Linked DNA regions of Bos taurus: region 1 is linked to region 2. Evidence: chromatin contacts called from public Hi-C data. All regions are on one chromosome and are shown on one strand. Each heading gives the region's core, a stretch centred on a gene start, on an enhancer-like site or on the middle of the called end of the contact. The rest is flanking DNA. Distances are from core to core; before and after follow the strand shown. Region 1 overlaps LOC132345541 (a long non-coding RNA gene). Region 2 has its middle 40 kb from the start of HSD17B13.

The links. A called contact is a pair of places that touch in the nucleus more often than the background predicts.
Region 1: a contact with region 2 is called in a Hi-C map of liver, with 2.2 times the contacts expected there. The contact joins two enhancer-like sites. A contact is called at or near these places in 2 of 11 Hi-C or Micro-C datasets (liver and skeletal muscle).

What each region holds. Positions count from the first base shown.
Region 1 is chr6:102,361,671-102,366,746 of ARS-UCD2.0, reverse strand. LOC132345541 (a long non-coding RNA gene) reads left to right here. Exons shown (of 2, transcript XR_009494942.1): 1 at 1-5,076. Among named protein-coding and RNA genes, the nearest start is that of NUDT9, 44 kb to the right of the region's middle. Within about 2 kb of position 3,651, at least 4 of the 102 cell types and tissues checked have an H3K27ac peak or open chromatin away from gene starts, as enhancers often do. A contact at or near this core is called in liver, where this site is marked.
Region 2 is chr6:102,170,139-102,175,015 of ARS-UCD2.0, reverse strand. No RefSeq gene overlaps it. Among named protein-coding and RNA genes, the nearest start is that of HSD17B13, 40 kb to the left of the region's middle. Within about 2 kb of position 1,760, at least 6 of the 102 cell types and tissues checked have an H3K27ac peak or open chromatin away from gene starts, as enhancers often do. A contact at or near this core is called in liver, where this site is marked.

The DNA.
Region 1 (5,076 bases), core at 2,402-4,901, 190 kb before region 2:
CTTAGTTCCAACATGGGATCTAGTTCCCAGACCAGGGATCGAACCTGGGTCCCCCACATTAGGGGCACAAAGTCTTAGCCACCAGATCACCAGGGAAGTCCTGCAAGCTGTATGACCTTGAGCAAGGAAATAACCCATGGCTTCCTAGCCTGTATCATGAGTTATAAGAACTACCTCAGAGCTGTGCAAGGATGATAAAAATCCATCAATGCAGTTAAGAGTCCTAATTGGAATATAGGAAGCTCTCAAACAAACTTTGCAATATAGAGCAAGTATTCCACACTGACCTAAGTCTTAATTAGGCAGTTTAAATTGTTTCATTTACAGTATCCTCACCCCAACTTGTCTCATGTTGACTATAGACGTGCTTCCTCATCTACACAAATGAGATCTATGAGTTTAAGCTGTGTTTATTATGATCTGAATATGTGGGGCACCTAGGAAGCAGGAGGATTTCCCAGGTGGCACTAGTGGTAAAGAACCTGCCTGCCAATGCAGGAGACACAAGAGACGTGGGCTCGAGCCCTGGGTTGGGAAGATCACCTGGAATAGGAAATGGCAACCCACTCCAGTATTTTTGCCTGGAGAAGCTCAGGCACAGAGAAGCCCAGTGGGTCACAGTCTATGGGGCCCACAAAGAGTCAGACAGGACTGAGCTGACTGAGCATAGCTATTAATAGTAGGCAGGAACACCTGCTCCCTGCACATTTTCTAACAAAGGAGCTCTCAGAGAAGTGAGGCAGCTTTCAAATTTTTATTTGGGGATACCAAATTTAAGTTTACATTTCCATACTCTCTCTACTTTGAACTTCTAAGTGCTGAGAATTAAATTGAGAACACTGTTGATTTGCAGATAAAGAGATATGCAATATGTACCTATGTGTGAAATATGTATGAAATGTACAGAAGAATATTCTTTGGAAATAAGTTCAAAGGTAAAAAGTACAATGTCTAAATTACTGGACAAAATTCATTCAATCTTTCTCTATTAGACTCAACTGCTTTTTTTTCTTTTGACTTTTTATTTTATATTGGAGTATAGATAATTAACAATGTTATGATAGTTTCAGGTAGACAGCAAAGCGATTTAGTTATATATATATATACATATATCCATTCTACCCAAACTCCCCTCCCATCCAGGCGGCCACATGACACTGAGCACAGTCCCCTGACCCGTGGTGGTTATCCATTTTAAATATAACAGTTTATACATTAGACTCAACTGCTTTTTATTCCAGAGAGAAAGGTACATCGCTGATGAGTATAATGCTTGATAGTGGCTTGAAGCCCGTTCTCATTTAGAATCAAATCTCTTTGTAATGAATAACGCATTGCCTCATGTTGTTTTACCTTGTTGCTGTTTTTTTTACAAGCTTGAACAATCTGGAGAAAGTTCCAGTGCTCAGGTAACCTTCTGGTTGTATTTTCAAATGATGCGTTCATCATTTTAAGTTTTTAAATGTTTGAAATGACTGACATCATGTCTCTTGTTACAGAGATTTAACACTTACCCACCCCAAGGAGCAACATTTTCCCCTCAGATCCCACTTGCCCCACCTGTACAACTGCCCCTGGTAAGCATGGGTTTGGGGAAATCTCAAGTTACGAAAAGTCGTTATTAGTCGGATGACAGTTATAACACTTTGCAGATTTGGACACAGACATAAAAGGCATTAAGAAACCATCAGGCAGCAGCTATTCAGACTTCCCTCCCTGCACAGCTTGCAGAGTGCGACCAGGGGAGCAAGTACCCCTCCAGGGCTTCAGTGACTTCTTCCAATTTCTCCCTACACTTGTGATCAAAGAGGTGGTTATACTGAATTACCTCGACTATGATGAGCTTAGTTACGCTTCAGTCGTGTCCAACTCTGTGCGACCCCATAGACAGCAGACCACCAGGCTCCCTCGTCCCTGGAATTCTCCAGGCAAGAACACTGGAGTGGGTTGCCATTTCCTTCTCCAATGCATGAAAGTGAAAAGTGAAAGTGAAGTCGCTCAGTCATGTCCAACCCTTAGGGACCCCATGGACTGCAGCCTACCAGGCTCCTCCGTCCATGGGATTTTCCAGGCAAGAGTACTGGAGTGGGGTGCCATTGCCTTCTCCATACTTTCAGGAAGGGAATGCTAACCTTTGTCTATATTACCTGTTCTTTTTCTCCTTTTAAATCACCTTGTTGCCTTCTCTAAGAAGTTTTTCCCCCCACCCCTAACGTTTTCTCACAGGTCAAACAATACAATTATTTTGCTCTTCTTGTACCCTCTTCAGTCTCTAATATCTGAATTCTTACAACATCTTGTTTAATAAAGGCCAGAACAACACTAACTACATAACAGAAACACCTTTATTGGGACAGACAGGATTCATTTGGCTAATATTTACTGTCTGCCAGATAAAGTGGTCTATAGTGATCGCTAGAAAAACAAAAAATATGAGTAAGCTTGCAATCTGATAAAGAAAAGAGATTCATAAATGAAAAAAAAAAAAAAATGCACTGGGCTGGCCAAAAAATTTTGCTCAGGTTTTTCTGTAACATCTTAATGGAAAAACTCCAATGAAGTTTTTGGCCAACCCAATAATTTGCTAAGTGCTTCTAGACGGAAATCCAAATCCAACTGACTTAGGCTGTGCGTCAGAGTTCATTCACAGAGGAGAGACAGCCAAGCCAGGTTATGAGGAGTGAGGCACTCCAGGTACAGGAACAGTCAGTGCTGAGGACGTGGCAGCTCAGGGAACAACCAGCGCAATGAAGCTACAACACAGGCTGGGACACATAACATAAACAATAGCTAGGCAATGTTGTTTGGAAAAGTTTATACACATTTTAAAATAGCATCTTGTTTAACTGCTTGTCTATTGTCTAAATACTTTTAAAGTAGAAACACAACTTTGCATAATTTTTTTCATATTTAAATGTAACAAAATAACTTCCCTTTGCTTATATTTAATTTCAAACTGTTTCTCTGCTTTAAGTAGGCTTTTGTAAGCTGTTACTAAAGTGACTGTCCTCAGTGGAACATTCTTTCCCTTTAATGTTTTCCCATGACATAACGGACTCTGAGGCTTCCCAAGTGGCACTCATGGTAAAGAACCTGCCTGCCAATGCAGGAGACCTAAGAGACACAGGTTCAATCCCTGGGTCAGGAAGATCCCCTGGAGGATGGCAACCCACTGCCATATTCTTGGCTGGAGAATTCCATGGACAAAGGAGCCTGGCAGGCTACAGTCCATAGGGTCGTAAAGTGTCAGACACAACTGAAGCATAAGGACTTAGCCTGCATGCAATGGACTCTTAAGACACTAAATTTCTAAGTTTTTGCGTTTATAACTAACTGCTATTTGTTTCCAGTCAGGTACACTGGTTCTTTTCTCTTTTTTTTGGCTGAAATCCAGTAAGATTTGTTTTAAATTGATGCAAAACCTTGGAGTCTTGGTTTATAATTTGAATTTATTAATTGCTACTAAAATCATATGCCTAAAATTATGTAAATCTATGTGTAATTCTTGCCCAGAGAATTCCATGCATAGAGGGAGCCTGGTGGGCTACAGTATATAGGATCGTAAAGAGCTGGACACCACAAAAGAGACTTAGCACACACATGTGGCGATAAAAAGAATTACTAGTATTTGAAACAGATGCTCTTCCTTCCACCAGATGGCAGAACAGTATTAAAAATCAGGCAAAGATGGCCTACCAAAACTATCAACGCATAAGGCAGGTTTCTGGGCTTTAGGTTTGACTACTTAAGCAAAATAAACATACTTTTTACAAGAAAAATATGACTTGAAGTTCAATCTAGAGTCTAATTTCCACCAACTAGAAGGTGGGCTCTATGAGAGCATATAATTGCTCAATAAATACTTGGGTGGGTGGATGGACTGACGAGTAATCAATGAACACATGAGGAAAAAAAGCTAAAACAAAATGTTCCACTTTGTTTTATTCACAACTCACTTCCCCTCCCCCGCCCCCCCCTTTTTTTTTTTTTTTTGTAGATTCCAATTCCTCTTCCTCTCCCATTTCCTAATAATCCAAATCAGGTAATTATACTTAAAGTTTTCCTTCAAGAAAGTATTTAAATGGGTACAAAAACCTTGAAAACTCTTGAGATTCATTTGGAAAGGAAGTTGATACCAAAAATAATGGTTCTCATTATCCTTTGGGGACCATTAGTGGGAACCATTAGTGAAGCCTTTGAACTAGATTTAAGGTTATGGTTATGGTATAAAAGGATTATGTAAATTTTACTTTTGACAAGACTTTACTGGATGAGGAAAAATTACACAGAATGACAAAGTCACAAACCAAAAAACAGTGTATAACACAGCATATTAATTCCAAATTTTTAACAATACTTCTATTATAATTATAGGAAATTATATTATTAAAGTTGTGAAGTTATTGGGAATTTCCTGGTCTCCGGTGGTTAGGACTTGGCACTTTCACTGATGGGCCAAGGTTCCATTCCTGGTCAAGGAGCTAAGATTCTGCAAGCTGTGAGTCTTGCCCAAAAAAAACAAAAAAAAAAGATTCCCAAATATAGTCTTTTTTCCAACATCGTAAGCGTAAGTTTCATCATCTTTCCAAGAAATCCCAGCTACATTTGCAGTCAACAACAACAACAGAATAAAAAATTTGGACTATATGTTTCCAGAGATAGCAGGTGTGAAGGCTGGGTGGGTACCATGGTGTGGGAGGGGGAGTGGAAGCCTTAAAATATCAGTGAATCTCAATCTTACTAATGTCCTTTTATATAAGCTAAGAATTCCAAAAAGCTGTTTTCATTAATCAAGTTATTATAAAATATATAACATACAAAAGATAAAATGCTGAATTATAACTTCTTGATTATTTGATTGTGTCCTCTTTATTCTAGGTCCTGACACTTAATGATCTCATAGCGGTAAATACTGCCCTGTTAATCTATAAAGTTTATAAAGACACTACATTCAACACCTACAACAACACATTACACTTAAGATGAGCCAGTTCATCATACAAATTACTGTCTTTATTAATCCAGTTCATTTGGAAATGAAATAAAGCACAGTTGTTAAGTTCAAAGCCAGAAAAC
Region 2 (4,877 bases), core at 511-3,010:
GGACCAGCCTCAGCAGAGCCCAGGGATAATCTCAAGATGAATGGTGTCGGCGAATGAATGACACGGGGAGGCCAAGCTTCGGTGAGCGAGGCCCGTAACTTTATTTTCAAAAGGAGCCTTTATACCCTGACTTGTACACAGAGGGAAATGAAAGGTGCAAGGTCATGCAGAGTCAGCCCAAACACTCCAGCAGTTTTGCCCTTGTCGAAACCAGGATTTTTTTCTGTATACCTTTCCATAAACAAGGGTCTTATGCTATGTACATTATCTTCTGGCCTGGAGGCCTGTTGACATTTTATGACCCTTTTTTGATAAAGGTTGGTCAACCAGAAAACTTGTTCTCCCTTGAAGTGTTTTTTCTTTATATTTCTAATCTGTGTCAGCCTCAGAAAGTACTAAACAGAGTTACATTCTCATGGAGCAAAGGTGCAGTGGGTCACAACAAAGAAAGAACTTACTAGCTCAAAGGTCTGATGTGGTTAATACCAAGGCTACTACTTGTTTTTCTTGCATTCCAACTGCATTAAGTAATGCACTCCCAAGTGCACATTGGATAAGGGATATGGGAACTTGGCAGCAAGCATTGGCCCAATCACGAAGCCCTTTACCAGTACTAGTCTAATAATTTTTAACCCCTTAAAGGGCTCTATGCCCATTAGGACTTTTAGAATGCTTAGGCTTCCCGTGCCTTTCATGGTTGGGAAGTTGTGAACAATCATGTGCGTTAGTTTTAAGAGTAAGGAAAAACCTGTCAAGCAAGCTAGAATGCCAACAGAGGGGTTAGAATAGAAATATTCCTCTCATGCCCAGGGGACTTATCAACTTAGAGCCCTAAGTTGATTTTCTCCAGAGAAAGGTGGTCGGGGATAGCCCCCTCCTAATATCAGAAGAGTGGTTGAAAGGCATAATATAGTAGACAGTAGACAGACAGATTTTGGTTTCAGGGTAGATGCTCAAGCAGGTCCAGGGAATCCCTTGAGTCCTGATCCACCTTTGCCTGTCAGGTCTTCTCCGCACGACCTTTGTCATGGGTGGGATCTCCCGTGGTGGCTTCCGGCATGTACAGCTACTGCGTGACCCACCAAGGACTGGAGCCATTGTCCAATAGAACTCATATTTATTTATTTATTTATTTGGCTGTACTGGGACTTAGTTGGGATGTGTGGGATCTAGTTCCCTAACCAGGGATCAAACCTGTGGCCCCCTGCAGTGGAATCTGGGAGTCTTAACCACTAGACCACCAGGAAGTCCCTAGAATACATCCATTTGTTTTTAACTACTATACCATACTGCCTCCTGGGAAGCTGTGGTGTATTGAGATTAATACAATATATATGATATATTTTGCTAAGAAAGTGGTTCACCTGCTTTTAATACTAGCTTACACAAAAGACCTGGTTTATTTCTCTCTCATTTAAAAACTCTAAGCTAGGAACTTCCCTGGTGATCCAGTAGCTGAAACTCCAAGCTCCCAATGCAGCGGTTCTGGGTTCAATCACTGGTCAGGGAACTAGATCCCACATACCACAATTAAGACTTGGTGCCACCAAATAAATAAAAATATTTTTTAAAGTACTAATTTTAAAAAGCCTAAACTATTGGGAGGCCCAGAAGAAGAAGCCAGCCTTGCTCTACAGTGTCATTTAGGGACCCGGAACTCTTTCTACAAATACTTCTCCATCTGCTCCTATGGTGTGTCTGTCCCCTGTCTTCCAGGACATCGTGGTTCCAGCACAAGGGAAGTGGGAAAGAGGAAGTGAAGGGAAAGCAGTTTTCTTCTGAGTATGACTTGGAAGTCACACACACCATTGCCATTCCTATGAAGAGAAGTGAAAGTAGTTCAGTCATGTCCAGCATTTTGCGATCCCATGGACTATAGCCCTCCAGGCTCCTCTGTCCGTGGAATTCTCCAGGCGAGAATACTGGAGTGGGTTGCCATTCCCTTCTCCAGGGGACCTTCCTGACCCAGGTATCGAGCCCTGGTCTCCCACATTGCAGGCAGATTCTTTACCATCTGAAGGCACCAGGAAAGTCCCCAGCTCAGCCATAACTTCATCATACAGTCTCAACAAGCTGTCTAAGGAACTGAGAATGTAGGGTTCAACAAGCCAGCCATGAGCTCATTGGAAACTCAGAGAAGACTTGATTCTTTGCAATCTCTACCTTGCTTGGTCATCACATAAACATCACATTCTTAATCATCAGACCATATGTAATACCTAGGTTGCAGAAATGGAAAGTTATTTTATTTATTTTTAAATTTTATTTATTTATTTATTTTACTTTACAATATTGTATTGGTTTTGCCATACATTGACTTGAATCCACCATGGGTGTAGATGTGTTCCCCATCCTGAACCTCCTTCCCACCTCCCTCCCCATACCATCCCTCTGGGTCATCCCAGTGCACCAGCCCTGAGCACCCTGTATCATGCATCGAACCTGGACTGGTGATTGGTTTCACATATGATAATTTACATGTTTCAATGCCATTCTCCCATATTATCCCACCCTCGCCCTCTCCCACAGAGTCCGAAAGACTGTTCTATACATCTGTGTCTGTTTTGCTGTCTAGCATACAGGGTTATCGTTACCATCTTTCTAAATTCCATATATATGCGTTAGTATATTGTATTGGTGTTTTTCTATCTGGCTTACTTCACTCTGTATAATAGGCTCCAGTTTCATCCACCTCATTAGAACTGATTCAAATGTATTCTTTTTAATGGCTGAGTAATACTCCATTGTGTATATGTACCACAGCTTTCTTATCCATTCGTCTGCTGATGGACATCTAGGTTTCTTCCATGTCCTGGCTATTATAAACAGTGCTGCGATGAACACTGGGGTACATGTGTCTCTTTCCCTTCTGGTTTCCTCAGTGTGAATGCCCAGCAGTGGGATTGCTGGGTCATATCGCAGTTCTATTTCCAGTTTCTTAAGGAATCTCCACACTGTTCTCCATAGTGGCTGAACTAGTTTGCATTCCCACCAACAGTGTAAGAGGGTTCCCTTTTCTCCACATCCTCTCCAGCATTTATTGTTTGTAGACTTCTGGATCACAGCCATTCTGACTGGCATGAAATGATACCTCATTGTGGTTTTGATTTGCATTTCTCTGATAATGAGTGATGTTGAGCATCTTTTCATGTGTTTGTTAGCCATCTGTATGTCTTCTTTGGAGAAATGTCTGTTTAGTTCTTTGGCCCACTTTTTGATTGGGTCTTTTATTTTTCTGGAGTTGAGCTGCAGGAGTTGCTTGTATATTTTTGAGATTAATTCTTTGTCCGTTGCTTTGTTTGCTATTATTTTCTCCCATTCTTAAGGCTGTCTTTTCACCTTGCTTATAGTTTCCTTTGTTGTGCAGAAGCTTTTAATTTTAATTAGGTCCCATTTGTTTATTTTTGCTTTTATATCCAATATTCTAGGAGGTGGGTCATAGAGGATCCTGCTGTGGTTTATGTTGGAGAGTGTTTTGCCTATGTTTTCCTCTAGGAATTTAATAGTTTCTGGTCTTACTTTAGATCTTTAATCCATTTTGAGTTTATTTTTGTGTATGGTGTTAGAAAGTGTTCTAGATTCATTCTTTTACAAGTGGTTGATCAGTTTTCCCAGCACCATTTGTTAAATAGATTGTCTTTTCTTCATTGTATATTCTTGCCTCCTTTGTCAAAAATCAGGTGTCTATAGGTGCATGGATTTATCTCTGGGCTTTCTATTTTGTTCCATTTATCCATATTTCTGTCTTTGTGCCAGTACCATACTGTCTTGATGACTATGGAAAGTTATTTTTTAAAATGTGTATAGAAAGCAACTCAGAAAAATTCTAGGTGGTAGAGAATAAGATGAAAAATAGTTTGTATAAATAGGTAAGCACAGTTTGGTAGTAGTGGGATGAACCCAATTTTAGATTCTGTAAGACTTGGGGTCTAATTTGCCTCTGACATTTACTGGTGTGTGAAGGTGGGCAATTTACTTAAATTCTCTCAACTTTGGATTCCTCATCTGTAAAATGAAAGTGACAACCAACACTTACTTTCAGAATTATTTTGGCAATTAATTAGACAAAGTATATAATGTCTATAAAACATGTCAAGTTTGACATTTCCAACACCAGACTCTCAATATTCTTTCCCAAACCTGCTTTTCTGATAGTCCTGCCTGTCAGAGTAGATAGGCAACTTCATCCTTCTATCTTCCCAGGCTAAAATCCCTGGAGTTATCATTATCATTTTCCATCTTCATATATAAACCATCAATAAATCCTGTCCACTTGCCACACAAACCACATCCACTATTCAACCACATCTCACCACTTGCCCTGCCACAACCCTGCTTCCAGTCATCATTTTGCTTTGCCTGGATCATTCCAACAGCCTCTTAAGTGTTCTTCTTGCTTCTTCCTGAGCCTCCTACACTATCTTCTAGCAGGCAAAATCATCTTTTTAAACATAAGACTGATTATGTTCAGAGCCTTCCTCTGTTGTCTCAGAGTAAATCCTTCACAATCTGGCCACCTGTTGACTCTCTGACCCCATCTCTTATTATTCTCATGATTTTAAATTCAACTGGAGTCTGAAGATCATAGATTAATACCTATAAAGCAGCTGGTAAAGTGTGGCTGGGATTCATCTATTAATGCTCTTCTCTAGCCAGAGCAATAGGGAAAAGAAATATTCAACATTTCACTGTGTTGAAGACCAATATTTTAAAAAAGCATTGAAAGAAAAGTGAAAGTAAAGTCGCTTAGTCGTCTCCGACTCTTTGCAACCCCCTGGACTGTAGCCCACCAGGCTCCTACATCCATGGAATTTTCCAGGCAAGAGTATTAGAGTGGGTTGCCATTTCCTTCTCCAGGGGATCTTCCCAGCCCAGGG